Regions from separate parts of the Mus musculus genome. Here region 2 is linked to region 1. A link is a contact called in public HiChIP or PLAC-seq data. All regions are on one chromosome and are shown on one strand. The core of a region is the stretch at or near the end of the contact, and the rest is flanking DNA. Distances in the headings are between cores, read along the strand shown.

Region 1 (4,763 bases), core at 600-3,099:
TCTGTTTTGGTTGTGGCCTTAGAGGATCCCCTGGCTTGCACGGAAAGGCTCCATGTACTGGACACTTGCAGGATGAGAAGGATGGAGGAAAACCATCCAGTTCGGGACAGAGCAGCAGAGATTGCCAGGCTGGGCCAAAAGCTGATGATGGTCAGAGGGTGCTCAGGTCTTATGTGACCTAGGAACTCAGAAGCTGGGGTCTAGTTGGGAATAACCAGGGTCCTGGTACGAAGCCTCCACAGCGATTCCGAATGCGTAGCCGGTTGTTTCTACTTGTCTGTTTTCCAACGTCCCTGTCTAACGACTGTGACTCCCAACCTGCGCTTAATGGAAGCTAGAGGCAATCTGTACAGCCTTGACAGTTGTGGCTGGAAAGCAGGTTGACGCTGGGCTTGAAGCTAAGCCGTGCTGTGCTAGCCTGTAAGGTGCATGAGTGGAGATGATGCTGTGCTCTGGGTCACACCACAGTGTGGCTTCCAGGCTGAGCCTTGCCATGCCATGTGTAGCTCCACTTGCCCAAACATCGTTGGGCTCCATTCGGAGGGGTGACTCTGTGCCTTGCTGTTCACGAGAACACCAGCATGCGCCCGGCAACACCCACAAGGCACAGACTTAAGAACTTAGTCCTAAAAGTCAAAACCCATCACTTCTGCAACGTTAAAGTAAGTTAGGAGTGTAGGAATCACACTTGGGTGTAATGACGTCCTTATCTGGAAAACCAGGCCCAGTAACTGTGAAACACACTAGACCAACCGAGTACGCACCACCCTCACCCAGATTACATAAAAGGACACCCCACGGGCAATGCCAATCACCTCTCTACCAGGGCTGCCACAGGATTCCTGCGTAGTCCTGGCTGTCCAGGAACTAACTCTTCCTCCGGAGTTCAAGGTATGCACCACCACTGTTCAGCTGCCACCCAAGTGTTTACTGTTCCCAGAGTCCTCGCTCAGCTCAGTCTCCACTGCTAGAATTTCCATTGTCAGTCTATCTGCTCATCTGTCCAGATCAGGGCCTTCACCTTGACTCCATAGTTCTGAGCTGAGCCTCTGCAGTGAGGCTGTACCCTGTGACCCTACAGCTTGACTCTCTGTCTCTAGCCTAACGTCCAGACTATATATCTTATATATTTATATATCTTAGCATCTATATATCACCTGCCATAACTGCATTTGTAAAGCTATCTGTCTCTGCCCCCAGTAAAACCTCTGACTCTGCCCCCTTCCTTTCACAGGTTGTAGCTGTTGTGTAACCCAGACAGACAATATTCATACAATTACAAGGTGGTATGGGTGTGTGGTCTGAGAGTTAGTATTAGCAATTAAGATCCAGATAAAAGAACTTGTGTTTGCCGATTGTCTCTTACCAAGGGAAATCTAGACTTCCAAGTAGCTTTTGAATTTACTGTTAATACATTTTGACATTGTGCAAAGGCACGAGCAATCTGTCGCTGGAGGCAAAACAAAGGAAGCTGAAAGTGAAGCAGTTGCGGATGTGTGGGCAGAGCGCCGTTGTTTTCCTTATAAACTTTGGCACGATCTGATTTTCTTTAGTTAAATCGTGCACCTGCATTTTTGTCTTGTAAAAAAGTTGAATGCACTTAGGTAGAATGGTTTGCAGTGCAGCTTTGGGCTATTGGTCAGTCGCAAACACACAGAATATTGCTTATACTATATCTAAGTCACAAATATACACAATAGCCTTATAACGATCTTTTAACACCTCCCTCCCCCGACCCCCACTGGGGAGACACTTAAGTCAGAGGTGCCCAGGCAGAGGAGGCCAGGAGCTAGGGTCCAACGGGCAGAGCCTGCGCTGCTCTCAGGGGGTGGCTGCATGTTGCGCATGCGCCGGCCGCTTCCCCTCCCCCGCATCCCGGAAGTGCCCCAAATGGAGTTGTTATCCTGACTCAGGCCAGCTTTGTGTGGCTCGGCTGCTGGAGAACGCTACTTGCTATCCCCCAGGGCCGTCGAGGGTGAGCTTCGGAGTCAGAAGAGGGGGCAACGACTCGGAGGGAGAGACCGGCCTCTTAGCCATACCCTGCGGAGTACGAAGAAATGCCCCGGCCTCCGCCATCAACGGCGGCCGCTGCCCGCAGTGTTCCCGTGCGACTGGAATAGGATCCTAGGAGTTTAATGACCTGCCCTGCTCAGAAACCGTAGTCCCAAATGTTTGGAGCCGTATTTGGCTGTCAGATTTAAGGCAAAAAGAAAGCAGATTAGGCAGACATTCTTCGGTTCTGGCGATAGAAATGAGAGCATGACGTGTTTCAGCCACGCGCTTTGCCTCTGAGCATCCATTCCACTTGATTTTTTTCTTTAAAAAAAAAAAAATTGCACCGTTGAGACCGAGTTTTGCAAAAATGACCGATGCTATTCTGTAGCCCGAGGATCTTGCCAGCCAGCCTCCTGTCTCGGTCTGGAATAACTGGGATCACAGGCCGGTGCCATCAGACCACCAGCCTTCCTTATTAGGCGTTCTCTGGATCGGTTGAGCTAGCACCAGTCTTGAACTTGTCAGAGACCATCTCTCACTAATTAAAGGAAGAGCTTTGAACACTTCAGCACATCCGGGTTTGTTGTAAGCAGAACCCCCTCTGCCCATGGATGGCCTTTTAATTCTGGGCTTGTTGTAAGCAGAAAAAGATGAGAGGGTGGAAGAGAGTTAAGTGTCTGCCCAGGCAAAAGTGAAGGAGTGGAAAAAGAACACGCAGGGAACTTGGGAAGTGTCCTGAAGGTTCTGCTCCTTTTTTGATGCTAGAAATGGAACCCGGGGTCTTGTGCGTGTTAAGTATTGCTGATCCACTCAGCTATATTTTACCCCTAGAGTATTTATCTCAAACAGGTAATAAAATGTAAGCAGATTGTGTGTGGGTGGGTGGGGGGTGGAGGAGTGGTAAAGCTGCTTGCTGCCCAGACCCCACATGGTAGAAAAAGAGAACTGATACCTGCCAAGTGTCACTTGGACCACCATACACGCTCTGAAAGTGCAGGCGCAACATACACAAGTTGTTAAAAACAACAAAAATAAACCAGGCATTGGTGGCGAACGCCTTTAATCCAAGGACGCTTGGGAGGCAGAGGCAGGCGGACCTCAGTACTCGAGGCCATATAGAACAAGTTCCAGGACAGTCAGGGCTACACAGAGAAACCCAGGCTCAGGAGAACCAACCAACCAATTAATTAAAAAATAATAATAAGTAAATAAATTGAAACAGATTTTCAAGGTGTATATGAAATTTACCTTCATGTAGCGTGTCTTTCTGGATGTGTGTAGAGATGTTAGTCTTACGTGTGAACTGCTGACTGGCATAGTTATGAGAGAAAAAAGGAAGTCTATTTTCACGATGGGGATGGAACCCAAGGGCTCCTGCATGTTAGGGAAGTGCTCTACCATCGACCTGTAGTTATATCCCCAGCTCAGTGGTGGTTGTTTTTTGTTTTGTTTGAGACAGGGTCTCACTATGTTGCCCTGGCTGTCCTGGAACTCACCTGGAACTCTGTACACCAGGCTGGCCTTGAACTCAGAGATCCTTCTGCCTCTCTCTCTCCCAGATACTGGTATTAAAGGAATGAGCCACCACACCCAGCCTGGTTTGTGGGTCTTTTGAGACTGGGTCTTAGTAGCCAGGCTGACCTTTAACTTGTGGAAGCCCTCCTGTCCCAGCTTCCCAAAAAGTGTGAGCCACTAGGCTTGGCCTTTCTTGTTAAAGACAGGGAAAACCATGACTCAGCAGGGAAAGGGCGGCACACTTATTCAGGCCCGGCACAGGAGACCAGCCACGCCCCTTCCTCCACCCAGAGCTTCCCAAACTAGTAACTCATTTCTCAGTGTAACAGCAGTGCATAGATCATCAGATGGTCCTCATGACCTCTTCCTGGAGTGACTGGATGGATTTAAGGGGATTAGTTCTTCAAGGTCTGCACAGTTGTTCTCTCCCCCCACCTCCAGGGTCTCATATATCTCATGCCAACCTTTGCTACAGAGCTAAAGATAGATGACCTTGAACTTCTAATCCTGCTGCCTCCACTTCCCAGACTCCGGGTGTCTATCATCCTACCCCTTATGCTGCACTGCAAGCCAGGGCCTTGCACGTGTTAGGAAAGCATTCGCCCAGCTAAGCCGCAGCCCTCCAGGCAAACTTTTAAGACAACTTAGTAACAAGAGCTCTCCTTAAATCACCCAGACGTCTCTGGCAGGTAACATACCTCAGACTCCAGGAGTTTAAGCAGGGCCTTCATTATCATGGATTATGGCCACTTCTACTTGTGAGGCTGATACTTTGGATACTGTATTTAAACGTGTGTCCTCATCTGTAAAGTGAAAGACTGGGCACGGCTGCTGGGGCCTGCAATCCCAGCACTTGCAATGCTGCCAGGTAGGAAGGCCATGATTTTGAGGTTATCTTGGCCTCTTACAGTCCCTGGTTTTGTTTGTTTGTTTGTTTAAGGAACGTACTTGAAGCACGTGTCTCATGTTTACTCTGTACCCTTGACCACATTTCTGCTTCTTGAAAAGTCAGGGGTGAGGAACTCACTAATTGTAGTCTGCGTGAGCAAGTCGGTCACCTTCCTGCTTTGGTGTCCTGCCTGGCTACAGGGCTCAGCACTAGCCCCCTAACCTCCACAGCCCGCTCTTTTCCAGCTCTCTCCTTACAAAACCATGTCACACCAGTCATGCCGGCCACGTCAGGTTTCTCCTTCCTTGACTAGATCTCCACCCTTCCCTGCCTCTAGATTTGAATGTTCCGGGCTGGAGTGTTC
Region 2 (4,763 bases), core at 1,363-3,862, 40 kb after region 1:
CTCAGCATGTTTTGAAACACCTTAATCCTAGCACTTGGGAAGCAGAAGCAGGGGTTTCTGAGTTCGAGGCCAGCCTGCACTACACAGTAAGTATTAAGTTTAAGGAGAGATGGGGGCTCTTTTCCTTTTCCTCTTCCAAATCAGGCCCTTACAAGCTGGTTGTCAGGTTTTTTCTTTTAAAGATTTATTTATTATATGGAAGTACACTGTAGCTGTCTTCAGACACTCCAGAAGAGGGAGTCGGATCTCATTATTGTGAACCACCATGTGGTTGCCGGAATCTGAACTCAGGACCTCCGGAAGAGCAGTCACTACTCTTATCCACTGAGCCATTTCTCCAGTCCAGCCGTCAGGTTTTATCTTCTGAAAGGGAAACAGGATCTAAAAGCCACCCTAGCACTGCAGCTAACTATAGTGGTAATTACCTAAATTTAAAAGGCGATTTGTTTCTTTGAAATTAGAGTCAGATCCGCCTTACCCATCTGTGCAGTGGGTGGCAGCTTCTTCCAGCTGAGCAATTTGAGCATATTCATAAAGCAGGGGAAACCAAACTGAATAACAGCACGGTGCTCCGGGCTCCTCTCCCTAGGTCTCCAAACTGCTGGCTTTTCTCCTACAGCACCTCTCCCTACCTTCATGAACCTGGGTCATACAGTGGGCAGGGTCTCTCTGGCAATATCACCAGTGCTGTCACCACCACACTTGAGTTTCAGTAACCATGCTGGATTTTATAGAGAAATGGGCTGGGAGCGGCTTCGGCTTCATCCGCTCAGGCAGAGTGGTTGGCTCTGATTCCATAGATTAGGTTCTGAGCATCAGTCCCAAGGATCATAATTACAGAAAGAAGGTTGTTACCCAACACCTTAAACATCTCTGTGTCTGCCAGCCCCAAGCCTGAAGCTCAGGGTGTCACCCGTCAGCTATAAATCTAAGCTCTGGGTATTAAAACCAATGCAAGCTCGAGGAGTGAAGACTGGTCGGGTAAGAGATGTGGACCCAAATGAACAACGCTTTACTTCAACCTTTGCATTGGAGAGAGGAGACCCTGCAGCCTGGGGTGATGATGTGAGCCAGCGGCAGGCCTCTAGCTTCACCACTCAGGGCTTTACCCTATGCCCTGTGCTCTCAGGGGCCAGGACTCCCAGACTGACCTTAACCTAGCAACCTGCCCCCCAAGATCCATTCTCTGCAGAAAGACAGGGGGAGAGGGGTTCAGGAGTGATGGGGTACAGAGAGAACAGAGAGGCACATCTAGCCTCAGGCAGGGCAAAAGTCGGCCATTCTAAGCACACTAGTTCACTTCTGTAAGCCATGGTTTCCAGGGGTGAGCATGCCTACCTGTGTTGGCTGCATAGGATGGCTACGGAACAAAGGAGACCATGCATGCAGAGCCCTCTACCTCAGAGAGCTCAATCCCTGATGCCTACCTGAGTCACAGGCAGGATTATTATTCACTCAGGAAGCAGGCTCCTCATCCGATTGATAACAGCACCTGCCTTAGGGACAGGGGCAGGCGAGGAGCAAGAGGACGAAGAAATGTAACTCAGGCCCAGAGTGTCTGTCCTGGACTCCAGTCTCTAGGCAATGGACTGCTGACTCTCTGAACCACTACAGACAGTCTTGAGGGGGTTGTCCACCGAGCGCTAAGGTGAGCCAGTTGCAGGAGTCGGGATAGAGGGATGCTGTACACTCTCCCCCGCCTGGGTATACTTGGGTGGCACCACCCTGGAAACTGTCTCTGGGTTTCTGTGCGTGGGGACAGGGTGGCTGAAGACCTGGAGGCTATGCTCTCACAGAACCCAGGCTACAGGGATTGCCTGGCCAAACCACCGGGAGACAGACAAAAGCAAAAACTGTGGCCAGAGTCAGATAACCACTGCCTCACCTCTTGGCATAAAGAGCTTTGGATAAATTAAAAGTAGAAAACATCGAGGGACTTGCTAGGGTCCCTAAGGGTGGGTGGTAGAGCCAGAGCGGTAATGGTGTTTAATGAGCACGTATTAAGTCCTTTGCCTGCTATGCCTTATTTAATCCTCACATTCATTTTATGAGGCATATCCTCATTCACAGGAGACCCAAAGGCTTACACTTGCTCCCCTCACACCGCCAACAACCAGGAAAAGGCTGACAATAGAAGCTGTTCCAAGCCCGCATCCACTGCACCACCCAGCCTCCTGCTGCCGGCTCGCAGCCCAGCTTCCCCGGTGCGCGGAGTCCAGAAAGGACTCCACTTCAGTCCACATAGCAATGTCAGATCCGAACTCGGACTTGAGCTACCTGCAGGACGCCCCCTGTACGCCCCTTCCCCCTAGGCTTCCTAGAGGAGCCGAGGCGAGTGACGCCCAGTCGCCCCCGCGGGTGGCCCGCCACCCCTCGCGCGGGTCCCGTCCCCATTACAGCGTGTGGGCAGCGATCCAGCAGCAGGCGGCGCAGATCCACAGGCCGAAGGAGATGCAGACGCGGCGGCGGGCGAAGCAGCGCTCCAGGTAGTCCCAGTTCAAGAGCGGGGGCGCGGCGCTAGCCCCCTCCTCCATGGCACGGCCGAGCCTCCGCCGACCCCGGGGAAAGTTCCCGGACCGCGCGGCTCCCCAGCCTCGCCTATTGTGGGGCTCTGCGGGGTGCAGGCTGCCCCCTAGCGGTAGAGCCGCGCGCGGCCGCTGCACAAAGGAGGGCCCCGCCAGCACCCAGTCCCTTTGCGGGTTCGCCCGGTTCCAAAGCCAGACAATACTCTGGCGCGGACCAGCGCTAGTGGGGGGATGGAGGGAACCCCGAGGAGCGTTGTCCCTGGTTGAAAAGATGCAGCACAAAAGTGTGGGGTGGGGGACGGATGGGGTACACATCGCCTCTGCTTCCTCCTTCCCCTCTGCTGAAGCTGTCAAGGGCACGCCTTGCGCCACCCCGGCCAGAAAGGGGTTAAACTTGAAATGTGCCGCTCCCATCCAACCACGGTGCCGCACAATTCAGGTACATGGATGGTTTTTCGCTAAAGGAAACCATTAGAATATTTTCAAATTGTCTTCGATTTCAGTAAGTTTGCTTAGAGCACAGCTTGACGGTGGCTTCACTGTTTATTTACTTTTGAGGCAGGGTTTTGCCACGTGGTCCAGGCTAACCTGGAGTTCACTGTGTAGCCCTGGTGGGCCGCCAACTCAAAGACTCTTCCCGCTTCAGCCTCCCAGGTACTGGGACTGTGCAACAGCCATCCACCTTGATGTCTACTGCAAAGAAAACGCTGTGGTCTAAATGATCACACGCACTCCAATTCCATATATTTAAACTTAGCCACAAAGCCAGGAGTGGTGGTGCACACTTTTAATCCTGGCACTGGGAGGCAGAGGCAAGAGGATCTCTAGGTTCAAGGCCAGCCTGGTCTACAGAGTGAGTTCTAGGACGGCCAAGGCTACACAGAGAAACCCTGGCTACTCGGGGGTGGAGTGGGGTGGGGTGGGGTGGGGAGGGGTAGGGTGGGTGTGTAAGGGAGAAACATAACCACCAACTTGGTAGTATCACGAGGGGCGAAAGTGTTTGCTGCCAAGCCTGAAGACCTGGGTTCAATCTAATCTTCCATCTAATGGAAGAGAGGAAATAACTGACCACACATATTGTCTGAACTCCACACTTGAATGCACACATACAAACACACACAGGCATGCACACACACAGACACACATAGGCACATATGTGCAGCTGTCAGTGCATGACGGTGTAGCCATATCTACTACATCCCCTCTGCCGTCACGGACTGGAATTCACCCTCTGCTCCCTGGAGCTGGGACTTGGAGCAGAGAACTGAACCTATCTTTAAAATGTTCCTACTTGCCTGGCAGTGGTGGCACATGCCTTTAATCCCAGCACTTGGGAGGCAGAGGCAGGCGGATTTCTGAGTTCGAGGCCAGCCTGGTCTACAGAGTGAGTTCCAGGACAGCCAGAGCTACACAGAGAAACCTGTCTTGAAAAACAAAAACAAAAACAAAAAAGTTCCTACTTAAAATCCAGACAATGGCACCTCCCTTTGTCCTCCTGTGACACTAGAAACCCTGAAGTTCAAGCAGTGACACAAACCACCAATGGAAGTTAATCTTATTGTCATCCTAAGGAAGTCGGGCTCTAAGACAGGGAAGAAAACTCAGCTGATGTGATGGGAGGAAGACCATGGCTCAGCTTCTTGTTCCCTCCCTCCCTCCCTCCCTCCCTCCCTCCCTCCCTCCCTCCCTGCCTCCCTCCCTCCTTCCCTCCCTCTTGGGCTGTCTCTCTTTCTCCTATGTGCTCATCTCTCTCTCCCTCCCTCCCCTGCCCCCTCTGTGGGTGTGTCACTATGTGACCCAGGCAAACCTGGAACTCCCTATATAAGTCAAGCTAGCCTTGAGCTCAGAGTTCTGCCTGTCTCTGCCTCCAATGCTAAGATTAAAGATGTGTGCCACGTTTGCCAGGCAGCGATGGCACATTCCTTTAATCCCAGCACTCTGGACGCAGGGGCAGGTGGATCTTTGAGTTCCAGGTCAGCCTGGTCTACATTGCAAGTTTTAGGACAGTCAGGGCTACACAAAGAACCCTGTCTCAAAAAACAAAACAAGAAAGCCCCAAACATACAAACACTCAAAAGATGTCCTCCACCACACCCCAGCTTACTTTTAGCTTGCTTTTTTGAGGCAAGGTGTTACTATGTAGCCCAGGCTGGGCTGGCTCTTGCATGTGGTAGGACTCTGAGTGGGTTTGTAACTGCTGCTGATCTAGCTCTTTGTTGCACAGGCTTTCCGTTTCTT

The links. HiChIP or PLAC-seq counts read pairs in DNA pulled down with a chosen protein or histone mark.
Region 2: a contact with region 1 is called in an HNF4G HiChIP or PLAC-seq map of pancreatic cancer cells. The contact joins the promoter of Tmem44 here to the enhancer-like site in region 1. A contact is called at or near these places in 1 of 39 promoter capture datasets (HPC-7-derived erythroid cells), 2 of 15 datasets of contacts at CTCF or cohesin (the NIH/3T3 cell line and embryonic stem cells), 1 of 484 Hi-C or Micro-C datasets (cerebral cortex), 9 of 115 datasets of contacts at active chromatin or transcription factors (the SCID.adh cell line, effector CD8 T cells, embryonic fibroblasts and 4 more) and 3 of 9 other capture datasets (adipose tissue, liver and pancreatic islet).

The regions. Positions count from the first base shown.
Region 1 is chr16:30,508,817-30,513,579 of GRCm38.p6, forward strand. It overlaps Tmem44 (transmembrane protein 44), which reads right to left. Exons shown (of 11, transcript NM_001384248.1): 11 at 3,039-4,763. Among named protein-coding and RNA genes, the nearest start is that of Gm52252, 8.9 kb to the right of the region's middle. Within about 2 kb of position 1,850, at least 403 of the 459 cell types and tissues checked have an H3K27ac peak or open chromatin away from gene starts, as enhancers often do. A contact at or near this core is called in the NIH/3T3 cell line, the SCID.adh cell line, adipose tissue and 9 more, where this site is marked.
Region 2 is chr16:30,547,966-30,552,728 of GRCm38.p6, forward strand. Tmem44 (transmembrane protein 44) reads right to left here and starts at 2,613. Exons shown (of 11, transcript NM_001384248.1): 1 at 2,398-2,613. The coding sequence starts at 2,534.